Linked DNA regions of Sus scrofa: all the other regions are linked to region 2. Evidence: chromatin contacts called from public HiChIP or PLAC-seq data. All regions are on one chromosome and are shown on one strand. The core of a region is the stretch at or near the end of the contact, and the rest is flanking DNA. Distances in the headings are between cores, read along the strand shown.

Evidence for each region. HiChIP or PLAC-seq counts read pairs in DNA pulled down with a chosen protein or histone mark.
Region 1: a contact with region 2 is called in an H3K27ac HiChIP or PLAC-seq map of alveolar macrophages. The contact joins the promoter of NLN here to the promoter of ERBIN in region 2. A contact is called at or near these places in 2 of 5 promoter capture datasets (fetal skeletal muscle and liver), 2 of 47 Hi-C or Micro-C datasets (epiblast stem cells and fetal skeletal muscle) and 1 of 2 datasets of contacts at active chromatin or transcription factors (alveolar macrophages).
Region 3: a contact with region 2 is called in an H3K27ac HiChIP or PLAC-seq map of skeletal muscle. The contact joins the promoter of SREK1 here to the promoter of ERBIN in region 2. A contact is called at or near these places in 6 of 47 Hi-C or Micro-C datasets (fetal skeletal muscle, heart right ventricle, liver and 2 more) and 2 of 2 datasets of contacts at active chromatin or transcription factors (alveolar macrophages and skeletal muscle).

The regions. Positions count from the first base shown.
Region 1 is chr16:44,224,336-44,227,454 of Sscrofa11.1, forward strand. It overlaps NLN (neurolysin), which reads left to right and starts at 1,371. Exons shown (of 13, transcript NM_214359.2): 1 at 1,371-1,568. The coding sequence starts at 1,528. SGTB (small glutamine-rich tetratricopeptide repeat-containing protein beta) reads right to left here and starts at 1,561. Exons shown (of 11, transcript XM_003134011.5): 1 at 1,081-1,561.
Region 2 is chr16:44,413,174-44,416,568 of Sscrofa11.1, forward strand. It overlaps ERBIN (erbin), which reads left to right and starts at 1,933. Exons shown (of 24, transcript XM_021076809.1): 1 at 1,933-2,953.
Region 3 is chr16:44,577,003-44,580,270 of Sscrofa11.1, forward strand. It overlaps SREK1 (splicing regulatory glutamine/lysine-rich protein 1), which reads left to right and starts at 1,529. Exons shown (of 11, transcript XR_002339775.1): 1 at 1,529-1,981.

The sequences.
Region 1 (3,119 bases), core at 121-2,620, 190 kb before region 2:
CAAATTAGATTAAAAGTAAAAAGCAAAAACAAAAACCTGTATTACCCTCATTTCTTTCTCTTTTCAAAGAATCAACAGAGCACAAAATATCAATATGGTAATATATGACATTGTTTCATTTACCCTCAGTAATATTAGGTTATGTTAAAACTTGCAAAAATAAAATTTTTCTCAAAATTTGTACAACATAAGCGTAGATTCTCACTGAACAGCTATAACTTAACTATACATATGGTACAGATCCAGAAAAGGATAGGGGTATAGAGATAGAGATGAAGAAATCCCCAAAAGGCTTTAGTACCAAGTTGAAGGAGATTTCATACTGCTGACTCAGAAGCTGATCCACGCTGAGCATCTTCCTCTATTTCATGAGACTTTTTAAAATGTATGCATAATTTACACTCCACCTACTTTTATAGGAGGAGACAGTTATGTGACATGCAAATATATTACTGAAAGGTTGTTCAACCATTGAGTGTCATTTGTAATAAAAATGGTATTTCTATTTCGTCAACAGACATGTCAGAAAATCATTAGGTCGATGGATACTACAATCCCAGAGATGCTCTCTGCAGTAGCTGTGCTCTCGTGGACAAAGTGGAAGCTCCCGGTCATGTTCATTCACATGGAATACTATCGCATCCAAACAGTGGCGCAGGGCCAGCCGGCATTAATGGCTTATTTCCACTAAAGCGCATTATCTATCTGCTCCCCATGTTCCCTAATTCAAAGCCAGGGTGTGGTACCCACCGCTAGGATGCTTATTATTTGTGTGCTTATTTTAAAGACAAGCCCAGCCTCCAGGCCATGGGGTTGAAAGCACTAAATAAGGCCCCAGAGCAGAAGGTTGAAAAAAGAATGGGGTGGGGGGGGGAGTGAGGGGATGCAGAAGGGAAATGGAGAAGTCCAACCTCCTCCAGGCTTCTCTCCCTTCCTGTCCCCAGAGCACATAGACCTCCTTCTCCCTCCCTTCGGTACCCGGGCCTCGCCTTGGCCCTGACAAGGTTTGCTGCGGGTGCGCGGTGCAGGCCGGGTCTGGGGCGGCGGGAGACGCACCCTTCCCAGAGAGAAGCCCCTTACCAGGCAAGAGGACGCGAGACGGTGGCAACGGGCCCCGGGGGTCTGTAAGCCGGTCCGCCTGCCCCCTGGTCCTCGGGCTTGAGTCTGGCCACGAATCGCAGCACTGCCCACGGTGGCACAAACTTCCCCGGCTCCCAGGCCGCCGCCGCCGCCCCTCAGCCCACCCGGCTGTGCTCTCCGCTCCCAGACGCCGGGTCTTGACAGAACCGCCCCCCGGGCGGTGCTAGAGGCACGGGGCGGGGTTCAGGCCTGGGCGGGGCCTGGGCGGGCCTGAAGTGGGCGCCGGCGTGGGACTGCCGCACGTGGGAAGGCGCGGGCAGAGCGGGCCGCAGCCGCCGCTGTTGCCTCCTTTGCTAGGCCGCCGCAAGGCTTGCCAGCGCCCCGCATACCCCACCCCCAAACCAGAGGACAGCGCGCCCGGAGCCGCCGTCGCCTCTCGGCGCTCCCATGATCGTCCGGTGCCTTTCGGCTGCGAGACGCCTCCACAGGTACTTCCTGAGCGCGGTTTAACCTTGACCGTGGGCGGGGCGGGGTCTTCCGCCCGGTTCGAGCCAGGCGTACCGGCCCAGCCTTTACCGACAGCACCCCTGTGACGCTCCTGGAACCCTCCCTTTCTACAGCCCACATGGTCTACCCCGACGGACACCTGGCGCGGGAACTTGGGGCCACCTTTTCTTCCTCTGCTCCCTTGGGAGGGCATCCATTCCCCTTTGTTTGGGACTGCCTCAGCTGCAAGCAGGGAGACTGGTCGCAAGCCCGGCCCAAAACGAATTCAGAAAGACGGTCGGGGTAAGAAAATTATTTGACTTTCACCCCCATCAGAACTGCAGACCTATCGTTGAAAGTGCTTACAGCTGTTGACTCGAGTAACAATTCTCCTTTACCCTTCATGCCCATCGTTAGCATATAAATCGTTTAACATCCACATGGGATGAAACCTCTAGGGTTTTGCTGCTTATATCTGTCCATGCTTCTAATTTCCTTTTTATTTAACTTACTCCTCATAAAACATTCGGCCTCTTGCCGGGGCAAATTGGCTTGGCCCAAAATGGAGGAAATGATTGTTTGGACACGGTTTGGGGCAGCCACAGCTGCTGTTTTGGATTGCTTCCTAGCGCCCTAGCCACACCCCCTCTGCAAGATGGTGTGAGAATTAAATTCTTTGCACGGATGCACTGGATGGAGTGGTTTTCAAAAACAATGCCACTACCACCCCCATTTCCAAATCTGGCCTTGACCTGAAAATCCAACAGAAATAGGGAAAAGTGTGTTTCTTGCTAGATCCTTATAAAACTACTTTGGACCATATCGCTGAGCATGTAAGCTTTTTAACAGTTTGCTATTGCACCTTGCCACTCATCTGTGTGGAGCTTTGTACTGTTCAGTCCTCATAGTTTGGGGCATCCAGGGACACTAGTAATCATAAAGAGTTAATGTGATGATTTTGACCATATTTCAGGCTGTCCTTTTAGTCTGGAGGCTGCAAGTGGTATAGCTGTCAAAAGAAGCTGTACCAACAAATGAAGAAATACATATCTTTATATGACACAGGTGTGAAAAGAAAGAATAAATTTTATATAAGGCAGTTCTTAAACTCTTTAGTCTCAGGGCTCCTTTACTGGTCAAAAATTACTGAGGACGTAGGAGCTTCTGTGGTGTGTGTTATATTTTCCAAGTGTACCATATTAGAAATGAAATCAGGAAGATTTTTACAGTAATAGTTTATTTTTGAAACAATAATAGGAGTTCCCTGGTGGCCTAGAAGTTAAGGATTCATGCTGTGGCCTTGGTTCAATCCCTGGCCAAGGGAACTTAGGCATGCCACAAATGGGGCAAATAGTAATAATAATTAACTCTTTACACACCTAAATAACACTTTTAATGAAAAATAACTATTTTTCCAGAATGTCATCAAAAAAATCAAGTAAAATGACATTGTAGGTTTTACCCCCTTCGGTCCCCCCCCAGGTATTTTTATTGTGGTAAAACACACATAGAATTTACTATTTTAACTATTTTTAAGTGCACAATTTGGTGGC
Region 2 (3,395 bases), core at 683-3,182:
GTGACATTTTCAATTGAGAGCTACACCACGAGTTTGCTCAGACTCAAACCAGCTTTTGAAAGTGGAGTAAGAAATCTTTTTGCGATGGTTAAGAATAGGTTATACAATATGCTAATTTTTATATAATGGCCAAGATTCATATTCACATAAATAACTAGCTTGGCATTACTAGTATACCTGGCTGGTGTTTCTTTTCCTAACTTTCAGTTTAATGCTTTTACTTCCGATGCAGCACTGAATAAGCCTGAACATTTTGGTACCATCTGTGAACCTTCAACTTCTTCTGTAGGCTAAAGAACGGTGTTAATTCTAGCAGTTCTGAAGTGGCTGAAAGTTTCCACCTCGAGCAGAATATCTTAAATATCTGCAGTTATTTCAAATGTTTGTCACCAGTGTACGACTCACTTTGGTAAATAATTCTTTGATGTACTTTATCAACTCCTTCATTTGGTTGCAAGCCAAAAATCATCTGTAGGGCATACAGCTCTTTACTCAAAGTTGGTAATAAATAATTATCTCTGGAACACAGACGGAAGAACTGAAGCAATGACTTCAGGGGCACAGAGAGTAATTACCAGCATTGTACATGGTTAAGCATGGCAGAGCCTGGGGGCGGGGAATGGTTTGTTTCGTATCTATTGCGTTCTTTCTCCGGGTAAAACAAGGCCGGCTTGTCTGTTAACATGTTTAAAGCAGGAACTGCAAAAACTGTGCAATGTTGTGGTTGAGGCGTTTTATGCCATATGTGTTGACAGAATGCCTAAGCAGCTCTCTTCTCCGCAATAAACGCAAACCCTGCCAGGCTGAATCATTAGGGCCAGTGTAATTCAACAACTGCACCATCTAAACCGCTGGGGTTGAAAGCCTACGTTGCGTTCAGAGGGTATCCAATGTTGCCTCTAACAAAGACACTATCTTGAGGCAATTTCGCGGGCCATTTTCCCCCTCTCAGCGCCAGCTTTGTCTCAGCTGGTGAGGCTGAGACTTGGAGGAACCCCAGCTGCGTTTCTGCGAGAGCAAGCTCGGAGCAAAGGCCGGCGTGGGAAGCTCCGCCGTGCTACCGCAGTGGTTTCTTGCAAACTGAGCGTGCCATTAGAGGAAGTTGGAGTGCTGCAGTTGAAAGAGATACCTGCAGGCTTAAAATCGGGGTTGGACTTGAACCCTTCGCACCGATCACTGCTGTACAAAGAAACTCAATTGGCAGGAGTGGAGGAGGCCTAGGGACTCTCTTTCTTTTTTTTTTTTTTTTTTTTTTTTTTTTTTTTTTTTTTTTTTTGTCTTTGTCTTTTTGTTGTTGTTGTTGCTATTTCTTGGGCCGCTCCGCGGCATATGGAGGTTCCAGGCTAGGGTTGAATCGGAGCTGTAGCCACCGGCCTACGCCAGAGCCACAGCAACGCGGGATCCGAGCCGCGTCTGCAACCTACACCACAGCTCACGGCAACGCCGGATCGTTAACCCACTGAGCAAGGCAGGGACCGAACCCGCAACCTCATGGTTCCTAGTCGGATTCGTTAACCACTGCGCCACGACGGAAACTCCAAGGACTCTCTTCTTCCAGGCTGGGCGCAGGGCAGCCGGGATCGACTTCGCCCGCATCCCCACCTTGGGCGGCTGGGGAGCAGCACGCAGGCCTCCCGGGCCTGGGCCAGAGCTGGCCTCACGCCGGACCTAGCTCGCGAACCCCCGGCCGCCGGCCCCGCCTCCCGGGCCCCCAAGACTATCACCCCCCGCTGCCGCCGCCGCCCCCCGCCGCCACCGACGTCGGCCCGCACCGCCCCCGCGCGCGGTGACTGGCTCGCGCCGGCCTCCAGCCCGGCTGTTGGAGGTTGGGGCGAAGCGGGCGGGAGGCCGCCCCGCCCCCGCCGCGGAGCCGCCGCCGCGCGCAGCCTCTTCCCCCCTCGCCGCCGGGGCGGTGGCGCTGTTGCCTCCGCGGCCTGTGAGGCAGTAACTCCCCTCCGCCCCAGCCCCCTTCCTCCTCCTTTCTCTCCGCTCCCTCCCTCCCCTCCCCTCCCCTCCCCTCCCCGCCCCTCGCAGTCTCTCGCTCGAGTGAATGTGGCGCGGCGGCGCGGGACGCAGTCTCGGCCCCTGCCGCGGCCCCGCGAGCTTGTGAGGAGACGAAGCCGCCGCCTGCCCCCACCCCCTGCGCTTCCCGGGGGAGCCACCGCCGCCAGGGAAGAAGAACGAGGAGGGGAGCGAGGGGACGGTGGCGGGAAAACAGGAGGGGGAGGAGAAGAGGGCTCGAGGGCAGGGAAGGAAGGCGGGGAGGGACGTACGGAAGGACGGACAGCCCGACGGCCGGCCGGGGGAGGGGGCCGCCATCGAGCCTGCCCGGCCCCTCGGCTCGGGCTCCGGGCGGCCGCGGCTGCGGCCGCGCGGGCGAAGGGCGCGGCAGGCGCTACCGAGACAATAACCCCGCCGCCCGGCTCCGGGGGTGGCGGCGAGGAGGCGGCGGCGGCCTAGCGCGGCAGAGGCTCTCCCAGCGCCCCGGTGGCATCTTTGCCCCCGCGGGCCAGGTTCGCCTGCCGTCGGATATCGGGGCGCGCGGGTCGCCCGGAGTCCCAGGCTCTCGGCTGACGCCCCCTGCCCTCCCCCGCCCGACGCGCGTGGAGCTGGTTTTCCGGGTTCCCCTGGACCGAGCTGGATCCTGCTGCTCGCCAAGGCAGGAAGTGAGTTTCGCACGGTAATTCCGGGCGGTGTCACGAGTGAAAAGTTTTTTTTTCGACGGAGATCCTAGTTGGGGCTGGGAAACTCCTGCAAAACTCGAGACCAGGAAGCCAGCCCGCTTCCCAACCCCCACCGGAGCCACCTACTCTTCCTACTGCGGGAGGCCACTCCACATCCGCTCTCACCGGAGAGAGAAATTCGGCTGGATCCGAAGTGACTAATGAAGGGGAGGAAATCATGTCAGGCGAAGCCTTGAAAAAGCTGTCCTGAGACACTGCCCGACCGAAAGGTAATTTTCACCCAAAGTGTCTGCGAGTCACAAAGCTCCCCGGCCAGGAAAGAGAGGAAACTTTAGTGTTTTCCACTTTTTCTCAAGTTGCCCTAAATTCTCCCTCTCTCCTGTCGGACGGGGTAGTGATTTAGGTGCAAAGCAGTAGAACTGATTTTATTCTCCTTTCTACCATCTGGACCCTGGTCATTTTAGAAGAGGTTGTAAGAATGCGGTGGGACGAAAAGTTTTAAGCAATTCCGAGGAAAGAATGCCTTTGTTCAGCAGAAGGTCCAGAAATCTTAGTTTCCCGGAACATATACAATGTATGTTTTTGATTTATTAAGTTGCTGAACCTGACAACTTTTGTTTTGGATGAAAGTTAGGTCACTGCGGCGAGCAATCGGCTGCTGTTGAGATGGCTGCCACAGTATTTGTTTATACTGTTACCGATTATTTTGCT
Region 3 (3,268 bases), core at 279-2,778, 160 kb after region 2:
TGTCCCTAAAAAGAAAAAAAAAAAAAATCCGGATGACACTGGTCAGACCAATTTCAAGATGACTGTCAGAGGTGACTGTGCTGTTTCTGCATGTAGCCTCCTCCCTTTGCCTATAAAAGCACTTGCCCACTGATCCTAAGTGGGGAAAGTTGGCCCTTTGGACAGAAGTCTACCCCCTGCCCCCATACTAGCATCCAAATAAAGCAAATCTTCCTTTCCACCAACATTGCTTCTTTATTGGCTTTAGAACTGGGAGCAGCTGGACTTCACTTTAAGTAACACTAATATCCTGGTGTTTTTAGCAGAAAAGTCTAAGTACTGGAAAGTTGTCAAGCTTAAGGTGGTGGAAAGCAAGTTTTACAAAATTTGTTTTGGTGTGAAAATTCAAACAACCACATGAGTATTTTCTGGAGACATCCATCCTACTTGGGCACACAACAGGCATACTGGCCATTTCTTCATACATGTTAAGAGGTTTATGCTAGGTGCAGATTTAAAATTAATAACTTTTACTCCTTTGTCTTAAATTTGTCTTAAATTTTGTATGCCATGAATGCAAGGTGAAGAATACAGAATACCATGAATAGTTCGCTTTGACATCACTGCTTTGATTCCTGCTAAGGTGCCGGCAGTTAATCACTATCGTGTTTACACCATTAGTGCAACTGTCAACAAAGTGAAAAAGGTCAACAGTCTTAGCTTTATGAAAATGGTTTTGACTTTTTGGACCCACTGAAAAGGCCTGGAGGACCTCCAGGTTCTGAGGATGGTTTAGGAACAGCTGCCCTAGTTTCACATGAGTTACTTGTCTCTCATTAGGTTGCAAGGTCTGTGGACCGTCTACAACTGTCTTTTTTTTTTTTTTGTCTTTTTGTGTTTTCTTGAGCCACTCCCGCGGCATATGGAGGTTCCCAGGCCAGGGGACGAATCGGAGCTGTAGCCCACCGGCCTAAGCCACAGCCACAGCAACGTGGGATCCCAGCCGCGTCTGTGACCCACACCTCATCTCTCGGCAACGCCAGATCCTCAACCCACTGAGCAAGGGCAGGGATTGAACCCGCAACCTCATGGTTCCTAGTCGGATTCGTTAACCACTGCGCCACTACGGGGACTCTTATAATTGTTTTTTATGTGCCGTTGTCTAACAGTGTCTGGTACATAACAATAAATATTAATACTTGTGTGTGTAATGAGCTCATAAATAACAAATTATACATGACAACCTCATAGCCTTCATCTGTCTCCTTGCTTCAGTCTGAATGCACACGTTTTGTGAAATTTCCCAACTTTTTTCACAATTAGGACGCCACCCAATTTTTTAAATAGGTAGGGCGAGAGAGCTGCCTGTATATAATAATGACACGTTATAGTTTGGTCAAGTATTTATCTGTGATGCTCAGGTCATTACTCCTTCACAGCTCCACACCAGCAGGCTAGTCATCTAGGTTCCCCAGCTCTACCTAGTGTAAAGACGCTCACGTTTGCAGGAGCACAAGAATTTGATCGAGTTATAATTGGGGGAAGGGAGTTCCTGGATCAAAATCTGCGCAGGTAGAAGAGCAGCAGGAGAAACAGCCCCAGATACCTGCGCGCCCGGGCGCGCAGCCTCGCGAGATCCGCCGGGTTGCCGGGGCGACGCTTCCGCCTGGCGCGCGCAGACCTGGGAGCAGAGGAGTTGTGAAATAGGCGGCTAGACCGGCCCGCTGTCGTGAATTCGCCAGCGGGAGCGCGCTCGCGGCCGCGCGTTCTCCGCTTTCCCAGCTCCGTAGCTGACGCGTCGTAGACGTTGGGGAGCAGGCGGCAGCGGCAGCGGGGTCGGGATGAACAGCGGCGGCGGCTTCGGTTTGGGATTAGGCTTCGGCCTCACCCCTACGGCGGTGATTCAGGTGACGAATCTGTCGTCGGCGGTGACCAGCGAGCAGATGCGGACGCTTTTTTCCTTCCTAGGAGAAATCGAGGAGCTGCGTCTCTACCCCCCGGAGTAAGTGCTCGAGCTCGGCGGGGGGAGGGGCGCCGGCGCCTAAGACCTCGGGAACCCAGGCGTGGGGGAGAGCGCGGACGGGGGCGCGCGGTCTCCGTCACGTGACCGTTCGGGTTTACCTTGGTTTCCATGTTTGATTAGGGCGCAGCAGCCGGGGCCCCAAGCTTCTGCTTTCCTTTTAGTTGATCTCGGGGTGGGGTAATCTCTGCACGGCACCCTTACAAAGCATTTAGAGAGGTTGCCTTTTTCGTGTCTCACAGATTTATCGTCGCCGCCGGATGCTCGAATTCAGTGCCCCCCCCCCTTTTTCAATGCTCCTCTTTTTTTTCCCGAACTTAAGATGGCCGCAGGTGGGCCCGGAGTAGTCCTCATGGCTAATGCTTGGTAGCGTTTTTGCAATGGAAAATCGCGGAGGTTGCGCCCGAGAAACTGTTCAGTTCTTAGGGCCTCTGTGTCGGGCTGTCATTGCTGACGGGGAAGCCTGCGGTTGATGACAAGAAGGGCTATATTTGTTCCTGGGGCTGTGTTAACAAACTTAGCATCTTCTTGGTTCAGCTAATTGAGCCCATCCATGTTAAAGATCGTGTGTGTTCACCCTTTTGGCAACGGATTAAAATTTCCTCCTGGAAGGTCACGTTGTCCTAAATCTTCGGAAAAAGTAATAGCGCTGGATTATTCCTGCTGTATACTTTTACTTTTAAAAAGTCCAGATCTGGACTGGCATTTAGTTTCTTGGACACTTCCCAAGTGTATTTTGAAGTAAGATTTACCTTGTACAGTATTATCTACTCATATTTGTAAGGGGTCGAGGGTTGTTTACTTTTTTACAGGCATAAACTTTTTAAAGATAGAGCTTGGAGTCTGAAAATCCTCAGTGTTTTGTTCATTTTTCAAAATCCTTTGAAGGAAGGTATAGGAGTTGCCCATGATTTCTCTTCTTTTTTTAAAAAAAAGATTGTTTTTGATTTTTTAGTTTATTTCATAGTGATGCATGTAGACCTATTTTTCTTCACTTTTTTTAGTCTGTATATCTCTGCCACTGCATGGCTACTGATAAAAGTTGGCGCTTGGATTTTTAAGTTTTACTTAAATTTTCTTCAAATTTGTGTAAACATTTCATGTGTACAAAAGTTGAAAGATGTTTCCTTCACCTGCCTGCATTCATAGTTTGCCACAGTTGATTTCTTTCTTTGTGTCTCCCTTTCCCTCTCTCCACCTTTACACACACCCACCCTGCCCTCAAACCCCTTCCCTCCCTCATCCTTTTAAAAAGTGGTTGCAGACACC